Linked DNA regions of Mus musculus: region 2 is linked to region 1. The links are chromatin contacts, called in public Hi-C maps. All regions are on one chromosome and are shown on one strand. The core of a region is the stretch at or near the end of the contact, and the rest is flanking DNA. Distances in the headings are between cores, read along the strand shown. Region 1 overlaps Hk1 (hexokinase 1). Region 2 has its middle 34 kb from the start of Hk1.

Region 1 (6,577 bases), core at 2,917-5,416:
GTGCTGAGATTCCAGGTATGAAACAGATGCACACGCACACTTGTGGCATTTTCCCCCAGCAGTGTATAACTTCAGACCTGTGAAGCCTAAAGTCGGCCTATAAAGTAACACTGTTACTGAATTTTTGCATTCCTTTAAATAAGCCAACCTTATGTGCCTCCATTTCTCCATCTGTGAAGTGGGTTTAGAAAGCAGATGTCTGTGAAGATGGTGGGAGGGGCCAGCCCACAGGATTCCACTCTTGCTTTACAGCCTCTGTGGTTATTGCCCGGGAGGTAGGGTGTCACATTCTCCTGACTGAAAAGTGACCTGAAGGTTACTCACCTAAACTCTTTGGGTGCCTTTCCTGTTTTAGGGAATCTTGATCACGTGGACAAAGGGATTCAAAGCCACCGACTGTGTGGGTCACGATGTAGCCACTTTACTGAGGGATGCTGTAAAAAGGAGAGAGGTAACTTAATCCTTTTAAGATAATTTTTGCCTTGCGTGGGGCGGGGGAGGGTACAAAAATTAAGCTTGCTTTTTTTGTGAAGAATTGGAACACCACAGGAGCATGCGATTTGGAAGTGTCCCTGTCCCCACGCCCGCCCCAGTCACTGCCAGGCGGTCAAGTGACATTTGTCAGTTTTGTATCATTAAGGGATGGTAATATGGGCTGGTGAGCTGGCTTGACAGCCTGCCACCAAGCCCGAGGGCCTGAGTTTAGTTTCTAGGACCCATGTGGTGGAGTGAGAGAATCCTTTCCTGTGGTTTATCATTTGACCTACACACATGTGCTGTGTGTGTGTGTGTGTGTGTGTGTGTGTGTGTGTGTGCACATGTGAAAAGGATGGTACACCCAAAGAGAGGTAAAATCATGACTCATAGGGATGGAACAATGGAAAGTTCCTGAGGGCCCATACAGCCGGGAACTGCCAGGCATTTCAGAGTGCAAGCACCGTCGGGCATGGATGGCCCTGTTGGCTGGAATAGACTTATAGACAGTATTGCTACTCTGTGTCAAGTTATCGAACTCAGTCAGGAAACCAACCCTGCTTCCCAGAAGTGTCCAGTCCACAGCCTGGACTAGCCGGATTCAAGCCAGGCCCAGCTGACCCTTCCCTACATCCCTGTCCCCTTCTTTTCAAAGGAATTTGACCTGGATGTGGTGGCTGTGGTCAACGACACCGTGGGCACCATGATGACTTGTGCTTATGAAGAACCTTCTTGTGAGATTGGACTCATCGTGGGTAAGTACCGTAAAAGGGTCTCTTCTCCAGGAAGGGGATGTTGGCGTTCCCTCTGTGGTACAAACCCAACAGCTCAGTCTTTAGTGGGGGAATGGTTGATCTTGGGTACCATTTTTACCTCCTCTAGAATTCTGTATAAAGGCAGGCTACACCCCAGCATGCTACAAATCCGTTAGGATTGGACCGTCAGTCAGGAAGCTCTCTAGGAATGAGGCACAAAAAAAAGCTCATGTGTCCTGGGTAGATGGAGTGGGGTGCCTGGAACCAGACCATGCGCAAGAGCCTCAGAGCTGCAAACTCAAGGGCTAAAAAGGAAGTAGAGACCATCTCCACTCCTGACCATGTTTAACTTGGAAGGGCCACTGTGCTCCTGGGGACCATTCATCGTCTGTAGCCACTGTCTAAGTGACCCCAACCCTGTAGGTTGTCGTCTTGTGAGGTCTACACCTCAAGAGGATTAAACTGTATGTGTGTGTGCCACACAGTGCCTATGGAGGTCCAAGAGCAACCATGGATGTTGGATGTTGGTCCTCACCTCCACCTGCTGATATAATAAAATAGCCTAACAGAAGCAACCTAGGGGAGAAAGGGTTTATTCTGGCTGCCGGTTCCAGGTTACAAATAGGCAAGAACTTGAGACAACTAGTCACATTATAGAGTAGAAAGAAATGAATGTACAGATTCACTTATGCTCAACTTGATTTTTCCCCCCTCTTACCCAGTTAGGACCCTTGCCTAGGGGATGGTGCTGCCCACAGTGGGCTGGGTCTTCAATTCACATAAGATGCTCTTTCCACCCAATGCAGACAGTCCCTCATTGAGACTCTCTTCCCAGGGTGATTCTAAGTTGTGTCAGGTTGACAGTTCACGTTAACCACTGCACTCCCCAAACACTTTCTCAGTCACTAATACCTGCAAGCACTTATAGGACATCTTGAAATGTCACTGCCGCCTCAAGATCATTTCCAGCATCTGAAGATCAGGATGCTACTCACACAGGCTGCCCTCTGTACTGGGGAAAGCCTTTGTATTTGTTATTAAGCTACTTGAAACAACTGTTGAAATAGAAAATCAGGAAGCACATCTATCTGAAAGGTATTTGGCTTCTGCCCCAGAGATTTTATACCTTTCTTCCTTTTGGCAAAGCATTCACCACCGAGCCTTGCCCAGCCCAGCCTTTTGCCTGTGGATGGGCGTAGGTGAGACCTGCAAACCCAGCGTGACTGGGCATATTCTCTTAGAGGCCAGGCCTCACCTTCCTGCCCTATGAGGGGAGCTGGTGCCAGGATTCAGCCAGCTTTTTCTTGCCTCCATCAACCGACCTCTTTGTTTAAAATTCTTATGGCCAGGGAATACAGTTTACATATATTGGCTTTCTTTGTGTCTTCTATTTCCAGGGCTCCTTTTTTTCCTCCTTGTTTGTACTTTGGGTAGAAGGGAACAGAGAAACCAGAAACAATCCAGTGGTAGGGGAGGGTGGGGAGCCATTCCCTTGAATGGAGGGAAAGCTCACTCATATCCCTGCAGGTCTTGTTACAGTGTCAGAAGTGGTTGCCTGGTTGCTGAGAAGGCTTTATTGTAGAGGTGAGGGAGACTTCAGCCAGAGGCATCTGGAAGGGGCCAGACTGAACAGGGCTAGCAGAAGACACTGGGCCAGGAGAGCAGAAGTGGAGGGGGTTGGGGGAGAGCCAGAGGGGAGAGGAGAAGGGAGGGAGGGAGGAGAGAGAGGTAGGGGGAGGGAGGAGGGAGGAGAGGGGGAGAGGAGAGGGCGGGGGAGAGGAGAGAGAGTGTGCTCAGTGGACAAGATGGCTGAATTATATATAAGAAAGAAAAGCTTGGGGGGAGAGGAGGTGGTTATGGGTAGGGGGCGGGGTGAGAAGTGTGGGAGGAGCCACGGGTACTGGGTGAGACTTGTCCTGGGTTTCTCTGAGACCTAGCAAAGATCTTCATGAGTGCAGGCTCCAGGGCATCTGTGGGAATGCCCCCTTGATTGAGTTTTCAGTCTATGCAGTAGGACAAGCTCAGTGACCACAAGCCAGAGGTCACGACGTTAAAACTGCCGTATGCTAGGCTGGGAACGGGGACCTCAGTGGACTGTGTGGCAGGGCTAGCAGCCGGGATCTCAGTGGCTAAAGGTGCCTGCTTCCAAGCCTCCTGGCCTGAGCCCAGACCCCAGGTTCACTGCACAGTAGAGGAACAGAACTGAACTCCCCTGCAAGGTGAATTCTGATTCCATACACCACAGTTTTAAAATAACTAGTCTGCTATGAAAATGTACCTCCCATTTTGTGTCCACAGCCCCTTGTGGGCTAAAACAGCACCAACCGGTGCTCCTTCCCAGTCTTAGGGGATACTGTGTAAGATATGCTCTAGGGAGGTTAAACATGGAAACCAGAGGCTTCCTGGGAGCCACACGCCACCCAGAGGAATTCTCCTTGTCTTAGAAGCAGCAGATCTCCTATGGTGTCAGTGTATTGTCTGGCTTTATGTTTTATGTCAATTTGACACAGGCTAGAGGCATCAGAGGACGGAACCTCAACTGAGAAAATGCCTCTGGTAAGATGGGCTGCAGTCAGGCCTCTAGGGCATTTTCTTAACCAGTGATTGATGCAGGAAGGGCCCAGCCCGTTGTGAGTGGTGCCATCCCTGGGCTGGTGGCCCTGGGTTCTATAAGAAATCAGGCTGAGCAAACCATGGGGAACAAGCTAGTAAGCAGCATCCCTCCATGGCCTCTGCATCAGCTCCTGCCTCCAGGTTCCTGCCCTGTCTGAGTTACTGTCCCGAGTTCCCTCAGTGATGAACAGCGATGGGGAAGCATAAGCCAAATAAACCCTTTCTTCACCAAGTTGCTTTGGTGTTGGTGGTTTCAGCACAGCAGTGGTAACCCTGACTACAACAGTCTGTGGTACCAGCAAGGAGCCGCTTGCTCAGCAAGGCAAGGAGCCCCTGAGCAGAAAGGTGGGAAAGTCCCAGCACTTCCAAGCTTGCTGACTAGATGTAGTCACAAGAAGTGAATGAGCAACCAGGCGATGTGGTGCACGCCTTTAATCCCAGCACTTGAGAGGCAGAGGCAGGCGGATTTCTGAGTTCGAGGCCAGCCTGGTCTACAAAGTGAGTTCCAGGACAGCCAGGGCTACACAGAGAAACCCTGTCTCGAAAAAAAAAAAAAAAAAAAAAAGAAAGAAGAAGAAGTGAATGGTGGAAGGACAAAAGTAGACAGTCTCCTAGCTACTGTGTGTGTGTGTGTGTGTGTGTGTGTGTGTGTGTGTGCGCGCACACGTGCGAGCACAAGCGCTGCTCATTTGCTTCTTGTGACTACATCTAGTCAGCAAGCTTCAAAGTGCTGGGACTTTCCCACCTTTCTGCTCAGCGGCTCGTTGCCTTGCTGGTACCACAGACTGTCGTGCACGCGTGTAGCAATACATTCCTCTGTTGTAAGAGCGTATAGCAACATAAATATAGCCCTGCACAGGCCAACAGGTTAGGCTTTAGGCAAAATGGTGGACACTTGAGGATTGCTGCAAGTTCAAGGCCAACCTAGTCAACATAGTAAGTACCCAGCCGGCTAGGGTTTGTTTTAAAGATCAACCAACCCACCCCTCTTTGTCGTTTACCTCAGATTTGCCATTTAAACGTAAGTACCCAGATACAATGGAAAAACCAAATGTTTTGTTTGTTTTCAAGAAATACACCCAGCTGGACGGTAGTGGTCCATGCCTTTAATCCCAGCATTTGGGGGCTGGGGGTGGGGGGGGAGCGGGGCAGAAGCAGGTGGATCTCTGTGAGTTTGAGTCCAGCTTAGTCTACAAATCAAGTTCCAGGACAGCCAAGGCTACACAGAGAAACCTTGTCTCAAAAACAATCAACAAAAACAACAAAAAACAACCAAAACTCTATAGGGCTGGAGAGATGGCTCAGTGGTTATGAGCGTTGGCTGCTCTTCCAGAGGACCAGAGTTCAATTCCCAGCAACCTCATGGCAGCTCACAACTGTCTGTAACTCAAATTCCAGTGAATCCAACCTGCTTACCCAGACATAGCGCAAACACCAAATGTACATTTTAAAGGTCGGGGAGGGAGGGAGGGAGGGAGAGAGGGAGGGAGGGAGAGAGAGAGAGAGAGAGAGAGAGAGAGAGAGAGAGAGAGAGAGAGAGAGAGAGAGAGATTGAGTAATGGTGGTGCACACCTTTAATCCCAGCACTCGGGAGGCAGAGGCAGGTAGATCTCTGAATTTTCGGCCAGCCTGGTCTACAGAGTGAATTCCAGGACAGCTAAAGCTATACAGAGAAGCCCTATCTCATAAACCAAACATAAATATATGTATGCATATATGCACACATATATAATGTATGTGTATGTATGTATGTATGTATGTATGTATGTATGTATGTATACCTCACCCATATACACACTGGTGAGGGCTGGGGATGTAGTTCAGTTGATAGAATGCAAGTAACTCAGTCCCTTTTTGCCAAGGATCAAGGATCATTGTGGAAGACGGGGCAGATGGTTATAAGAGCCAGAGGTGGTTGGCTAGTCTAAAAAAAAAGGATCTTTGCACACATGACAGGGCAGTTGCACACATGAAATCGGAGGCTCTGACTGCAGGCAGATCCTGTGCAAGATCAAGGCAGACAAGATCCCAGCATAGTCGAGGGGCAGGAGGGTCACGATCCCACCACTAGCTGAGGAGCTATTGGCCGGCACTGCACCTGATGGCTGCTGGGGGGACGAGAGTCAGGGTTTCAGTTTTCTCTGGAGATGGGGACCCTGAGAAAACCTCCCTGTGCTCCAGTACCGGGTCCTAGCCCACATGCAGGCAGCATCAGCTGTGCTCAGTGGGCGTGTTTAGATGGCACCACAGAGAGTTGAGAGGGAAAAAGTGATAGAGGATGGGGGAGGGACTGGAAGAGAGGGGGTATACTTAATCCAAATCTGTGTGTGTATGACAACTAATTTAAAAATTGTAAGCAACCCTTGCCCTGCGCATCAGAGCTCCCGGTGTGAAGCCCCCCTACCCCACCATGTGTTCATCTCCCCGTATGAAGCCCCCCAGATATGAAGGGTGTGAGGACCCTTCCTGAGTGCGAAGCCTCTCCCCCAGTGTGAACCCCAGGTGTGAAGCCCCTGGTGCCAGCCCCATCATTTCCTTCTGTCCCCATGTTTTAGGGACTGGCAGCAATGCCTGCTACATGGAGGAGATGAAAAACGTGGAGATGGTGGAGGGGAACCAGGGCCAGATGTGCATCAATATGGAATGGGGTGCCTTTGGTGACAACGGCTGTCTGGACGACATCAGAACAGACTTCGACAAAGTGGTGGACGAATATTCTCTAAACAGTGGGAAAC
Region 2 (6,577 bases), core at 1,613-4,112, 97 kb before region 1:
TCAACCTCCGTCTTCGTGTCTTCCTGACGCTCTTACCATCCTGATGCTGGATCTTCTGCTTCTGCCTTCCCTGCTGTTGAACGTTAAATTCGTGTATTTATCTTGCCTTCCTGTCCACTTACTAGGGGGGCAGTAGAATCTCCCAGCTAAGCAGCCTCTGCCCCGGTCTTAAATCTAACCAGTGGTTATCTATCTATCCCAGGTTTGATCTTCTGTAGTCTAAACTTTATCTTTTACAATATTAATAATTCTTTAAAAATTTCATCCAGTATATTTTGATCCTATTCATTCAAACCAGGAGTTCATGAGCACAGTGGTCCTGTAAACAGAATCTTTTAAAGAAAAAAAAAAAACCAGTTTCTGAAGCCAAGGGTAGTGGTTCACATCTGTATCTCAGCACATGGAAAACGGAGTCAGGGGACTCAGGTGTTCAAAGCCAGCCTCAGGTAAAGAGTGAGTTTGACACCAGCCTGGGCGACCTGAGACTCTGTCTCAGAGAGAGAGAGAGAGAGAGAGAGAGAGAGAGAGAGAGAGATTTAAAAAGAAATTAAAATTTGAAGTCTATTTTATTATTCTGTATTTTCATATTCTAACAAAGAAAGTAAACCTTACCAAAATATGGTTCCGTGTTTTTATTATTTTTCAATGAACAATTTCACGTTTTTATTAGTTCTCCGTGACCTATTTTATGTATTTCTAGTTCTTCCTCTGACTTCAGCTCTTACTTTGCATATATACCTTCCCCCCACCCCCCGCTCTGTCCAGTGTCTCTGCCATCCCTCTTTGACACCCTCGGTTGGTCTCCTGTGCTGTTTGTGCTGGAAGTCACATTTCCCAGTTTGTTGACATTCTTTTCGGGTAGCTTTCTTCCTCGGACGTCTGGTGACTTTTGTCCTGTAAGCTTTTCACCCACGGGTCACCCACTGCTGTATCCTGGAATGTTCTGGGTTGGGGCCACTTTAGTCTGAGTCATTCTGATGAAATGAGAAAGGAGGTAACCTTGAAAGCAGAGTCCTGGGCACCCAAGTCCTTAGGGAAGCCCTCTGGTCAACCCACCCAGCCTGGTCTACTGGGCGTGAATTAGAGCCATGTGGGAGGAAGAACCTTCAACTGAGAATCTGCTTCTATCGGGTGGGCTGGTAGGCAGGTCCTCAGGATGTTGTCTTGATTAACGATTGACGTGAGGACCCAGCTCATTGTGGGCAGTGCCACCCCTGGGCTGGTGGTCTTTGGTTGTATAAGAATGCCAGTCGAGCAAGCCCTGAGGAGCAAGCCAGGATGCAGCATCCTTCTGAGGTCTCTTCAGTTCCCGCCTTGACTTCCTGCTGACTTCCCTCGATTGGGGTGGTGACGGACGGTGTCCTGAATGTAAGCCAGATAAGCCTTTGCCTCCTCACCCCAAGTCACTTTAGGTCATAGTGTCTATCACAGTGATACAAAGCCAACTGGGACAAGCCTCGGGACCCCTGGGCAGGCTTTTAGGAGTTGGCCTTCAGTGTGTTTGGAATCAGTAGCCATGGGAGCGTATATCAGTGTCGAGGCTGCCCACTCCGAGGGGCTGGTGAGTGAGTGAGCTAGGCTCTGCGAGCCCACTAGCTTTCTCAGCTCCTTGCTTACCAGAGCCTCGTTGTGCTTAGAACCCACTGACACCTGTGTTGGTCTTGAAGCCTGGAGGTTCTCTCAACAGTAAAGGGGCGGGCAGCAATTGTCTTGGGCCCTTCTTACAGAGATGCAGAGTTAATTCATGGTGGGGATGATGCTAGACCATTACTGTCTACTGAGCAGAGGATACCCCCCCCCCAGCCCAGAAGCAAAATTTCAATCTACCTCCATGTCTTTTACCTACAGAAAAGACTATTTTGTGGGGTGCAGTTGGTACACAGAGAGGGGACTTTATTTTACACATTGTCCTTGGCTTGACAATAAGCCTTACTATCACACCCCACACACACACACACCTGCACATGTGTAGCAGATGTGCAGCTTGGTCCCCCAACAACCGTTGTGAGCACTGACCCTGCCTCTGTGCTTGCCTGTGGATTCGTTCCCCGAACTGGGCTGCCTTGCCTGGCCTCAGTGGGAGAGGATGTGCCTAGCCCTGCAGTGACTTGATGTGCCAGGGTGGGGTAATACCTAGAGGGGACTCCCCTTTCTCAGATGAGGAGGGGAGGAGGGATGAGGGGAGGACCTATGTAAGGGGGCACTGGGAGGAAGAGGGGGACTGATACTGGGATGTAAAGTGCAGCTTTAAAGTGAATTTTTAAAAAGTTTTTAAAACTTCTACTTTTCTTAACAGAACAGCATGGCTAACCATTAGGATGCGTGCTAATTTTTTTTTTTTTTTTTGCATTTTATATAACCCCTTATAAGTAGAGACATAACCCTGGTTTCTAGGTACCTCAGTACTGATGAAAATCATCTACGTTATAGTAACTGTAGAGAGGAATAGTGGGCACTCTGGGGTGAGCCTGGCATGGGCTTGAAGCAGAGGACAAAGGACAGTTCCCCGGGAAGCCAACAGGTCATTCATTCACGCCCCAGGTCAGACTCAGCATCTTCTTGGATCCAACTGCCAGTCTCACACCCAGAACACCCGTCACTCACATAACGGCTGCCTTGAATGTTCTGCCTTTAATCTGCTTTGTTTGAAATTCTGTGAGGGCCCTGTGGCTCTGATCTGGCCATCTTCTGACTTCTCACAGCCTTTCCCTCCAGAGCCGGAACGCAACTGATGCTAAAACAGATCAGAAATCCGCCTTCTCTGTCCAAGACCAATGAAGCGACGTAGTCGGTCTCTGGCCTTGATTCTGCTCTGTCCTCGGTCTCTGCGTGTGCTTCTGAGCTCAGGGAGTGCCTGAGGCTAAGGCGCTGGACTGCCCTGGGATGAAAGCTTGGATCTGAACTGTTAGACAGTGTCTGGGATTGTGCACAAAAGAGAATTGAATTGTAGATCAGCTGGGAAACCAGTGAGACAGCCCAGCGGCCCTTGGCCTCCAGGGCTGGACGCCTGTGGGAGCACATAGCTGGCATTTCTGTTAAGAGTGAGATTTGGAAGTCTTTTTGCTTCCTCTGTGAAGTGCTTGGATTCAATGACTTGAGGTAGGATGGGAGATTTTGGGTTTGCTTCGTTTGGGTGAAAGCAAAGCAGATTTGGCTTGAGTGGTCGAGGACCTGGGGAGAGGAGGGCTCTGTCTGGCGCTCAGTGAAGCTCTGAGACCAGGTGGTCAACTTTTGGCAACAGCAAGAACGTGGAAGAAGCCGTGACTACGGCTTTGGAAGAGGGGTTCCTACTGGACTTTCCAGACACCATCTTGATTTGAGAAGTCTCCAGGCAGCATTTCATAGTAAGTTCTGAGGTCTGCCTCTGGCCAGGGCTGTGTCAGGGACACTAAAGTCAGTGGTTCTCAACCTGTGGGTCTCGAGGCCTCTTCAGGAGTTGCATATCAGATACCCTGCAGGTATTTACATGATGGTCCTTAACAGTAGCAAAATGACAGTTATGAAGTAGCCATGAAAACGATTTTATGGTTGGGGGTCACCACGACCTGTATTAAAGGGCCGCAGCCTTAGGAAGGTTGAGAACTGTTGCCTTAGGGGGTGGCATCTCCTCCGGAGGGTGGCACCCAGAGAGTCCCCACAGGAGCTGCTGCTGGGATGGTGACGCTGAGAGGGAGGCCTGCCCTGGGATTCTTACAGAGCTGCAGGCAGGCTCTCTCTGATATGAGATACTCGTCTCTCCACCTCGGGCTCATGTCTCAGACGACATCCAGGCAGGTCCAGTGAGATGGCCACGTGGGTAAGCGTGCTTGCAGCCAAGCCTGACGACCTGAGTTTGATCCCTGGAGCCCACTCCCACAAGTTGTCTTTTGACTTTCACGTGTGCACTATGCGCAAGTGTGTTCACGTGTATACACACATACACACACACACACACACACACACACACACACACACACACACACACACAAATGCCAAAGAAAATTCAGTTTACAAACTCTCCTTAAGGCCAGGTTCTGATTCCAGCACTGGAGAGAGTCAGAGGTAGGCAGACCTTTCTGAGTTCAAGGCCAGTGGTCTACATAGTGAGTTCCAGGACAGCCAGGGCTACACAGAGAGACCTTGTCTTGGTCTTGAAAAGACATTTCCTTGACTTACACTTGCATGCTATCCTGACATCTCTTTATTATATTCTATTGTTTATGTTCTGTGTCTGCTCTGCAGATGTAGGGGTCAGAAGACAATTTGAATACATCCTCTCTTTCCACCGTGTGCGTTCTGAGCTCCTTATCTACTGAGCCATTTTGCCAGCCCTAGAGAGAACTATTTTTTTTTTCACTTCAGGCACTGACTTTTAAAAAAAATATATTTTTATTAGGTATTTTCCTCATTTACATTTCCAATGCTATCCCAAAAGTCCCCCATACCCCTCCCCCACTCCTCTACCCACCCACTCCCACTTTTTGGCCCTGGCATTCCCCTGTACTGGGGCATATAAAGTTTGCAAGTCCAATGGGCCTCTCTTTCCAGTGATGGCCGACTAGACCATCTGAGAACTATTTTTTAAGATTTTTAGAAAATTTTTATGTGTTTGGGTATTTTGCCTTCAAATATGTCTATATACCACATGTGTGCAGTATCTGTGCAGGTCAGAAGAGAATATATTTTGCCTTTTGTTTTTTTGTTTTGTTTTGTTTTGTTTTGTTTTGTTTTGTTTTGAATCAAGGCTCACCTGGCCCCTGCTCAAAGAAAGGCCTCTGAGGAAAACTCTGGCCCAGTTCCAGCTGCCTCCTCCAGGAAGCCTTGCAGGATTAGCTTGGGGGTCCCTAGTCTCTTCAGGACAGCTGCCACTTGCAGCTGGTCCCTGTGACTTGTGGGATTTCTTAGCATCTCTCTTTCAGGCTGTAAGCTTTATGAAAACTTGACTTTAGAAAAGCAGAGAACAGCCAGGTGTGGTGGCGCATACCTTTAATCCCAGCACTTGGGAGGCAGAGGCAGGCGGATTTCTGAGTTCGAGGCCAGCCTGGTCTACAGAGTGAGTTCCAGGGCAGCTAGGACTACACAGAGAAACCTTGTCTCGAAAAAAAAAAAAAAAAAAAAGCAGAGAAGTAGGGTGGCTGGGGGAAGAACAGGGTCACCCCCAGACCAGTGTAGAACAGAATGAGATAACAATAGCCCTTATCCCCACTGAGCAGGGGAGAGCAAGACAGATTCGGGAAGGAGGGGTCTGAAGCACTCTCTAGCACACCTAGTTCTCCTGACGCCCTGAGTGCTCTCTTCCTGACCACGGCTTCACAGGCTCCATTGTGTCCATTAACATGGACACTTAAAAAAAAATCTTTGTGTGAGTGGTGCAAATGGGGGTCACACATGTCCAGGCCATGGGGGACAGAGGACAATCTTAGCCCCCATCTTCTATCTCCTTTGTCACTGTGTACTGCAGGCCAGGTGGCCCAGGGACTTCTGGGTCTTCTCATATCTTGATTTCCATCCCTCTGTGGAAACACTGTGATGGGAGACGGTCACTATTGTGTGGGTCTTTTACATGGGCTCTAGGGATCCCAACCTGGTCCTAACGCTTATGTGATAACTGCTCTACCCACTTAGCCACCTCCCAGCCCAAACCTGAACATTCCGTGCTTTGGTAGCTGGGGACGTGGCTTGATTGGTAGAGTGCTTGCCTCCATGCACAAAGCCCTCGTATGTTTGTTGTCCAGCACATAGGAGGTAGAGGCGGGGGGGGGGGGGCGGGGGGAACCTAAGTTCAAGGTCATCCTGATGGCATAAGTGAGTTCAGGGCCACACTGATTGTCTTGTCACTGATACAGTGCAGTGAAGAGACACCATGACCAAGGAAACACTTATAAAAGAAAACATTTAATTGGGGTCGGCTTACATTTTCAGGTATAAGTCCATTATTAGCATGGCAGAAGGCATGGCAGCGTGCAGGCATGGTGCTAGAGAATGAGCCGAGAGCATTACATCCTGATCTGAAAGAGAGAGAGAGAGAGAGAGAGAGAGAGAGAGAGAGAGCAAGTACTTGGGCCTGGCATGGGCTTTTGAAATCTCTAAGACACCCCCAGTGACATCTTTTCTCCAATAAGGTCACAACTCCTAATCCTTCTAATCCTTTCAAATAGCATCACTCCCTGGTGACCAAGCATTCAACTATATGAGCCTCTGGGGTCTGCTCTCATTCAAACCAGCATATTCCGCTCCCTGGCCCCCATAGGCTTGTAGCCATAACACAATGAAAAATGCATTCAGTCTAACTTTAAAAGTCTCTCTAGTCTATCACAGTCTCAACCAGGTTGGAAAGCTCCAAGTTCAAAGTCTTTCCCGAGACTCATGGTGATCTCTTAACTGTCATCCCCAGTAAAATCAAAATAAAAAAGCAGAGCACGTACTTCCGACATACAGTGGCACAGAATACACATTACCATTCTGAAAGGGAGGAAAGGGAGAAGCACGGACCGAAAAAACGCAGCTGGCAAACTTCAAACTCTGTGTCTCCATGTTGGACGTTAAAGCACTTTCAGCTTCGTTGACTAGACTACTTCTCTGTCTTGGGCTATTTTCA

The links. A called contact is a pair of places that touch in the nucleus more often than the background predicts.
Region 2: a Hi-C map of trophoblast stem cells shows a contact between it and region 1, with 2.1 times the contacts expected there. The contact joins two enhancer-like sites. A contact is called at or near these places in 24 of 39 promoter capture datasets (the 3T3-L1 cell line, 3T3-L1-derived adipocytes, the C10 cell line and 15 more), 5 of 15 datasets of contacts at CTCF or cohesin (the NIH/3T3 cell line, embryonic stem cells, large pre-B cells and 2 more), 125 of 484 Hi-C or Micro-C datasets (the 3T3-L1 cell line, 3T3-L1-derived adipocytes, the 4T1 cell line and 68 more), 15 of 115 datasets of contacts at active chromatin or transcription factors (the HPC-7 cell line, Th17 cells, acute myeloid leukemia and 8 more) and 5 of 9 other capture datasets (adipose tissue, embryonic stem cells, liver and 2 more).

What each region holds. Positions count from the first base shown.
Region 1 is chr10:62,275,685-62,282,261 of GRCm38.p6, reverse strand. Hk1 (hexokinase 1) reads left to right here. Exons shown (of 18, transcript NM_001146100.1): 13 at 356-451; 14 at 1,130-1,229; 15 at 6,398-6,577. Among named protein-coding and RNA genes, the nearest start is that of Tacr2, 27 kb to the right of the region's middle. Within about 2 kb of position 4,166, at least 15 of the 459 cell types and tissues checked have an H3K27ac peak or open chromatin away from gene starts, as enhancers often do. A contact at or near this core is called in trophoblast stem cells, where this site is marked.
Region 2 is chr10:62,371,471-62,378,047 of GRCm38.p6, reverse strand. It overlaps a transcript of Hk1 not described here. Among named protein-coding and RNA genes, the nearest start is that of Hk1, 34 kb to the right of the region's middle. Within about 2 kb of position 2,862, at least 3 of the 459 cell types and tissues checked have an H3K27ac peak or open chromatin away from gene starts, as enhancers often do. A contact at or near this core is called in trophoblast stem cells, where this site is marked.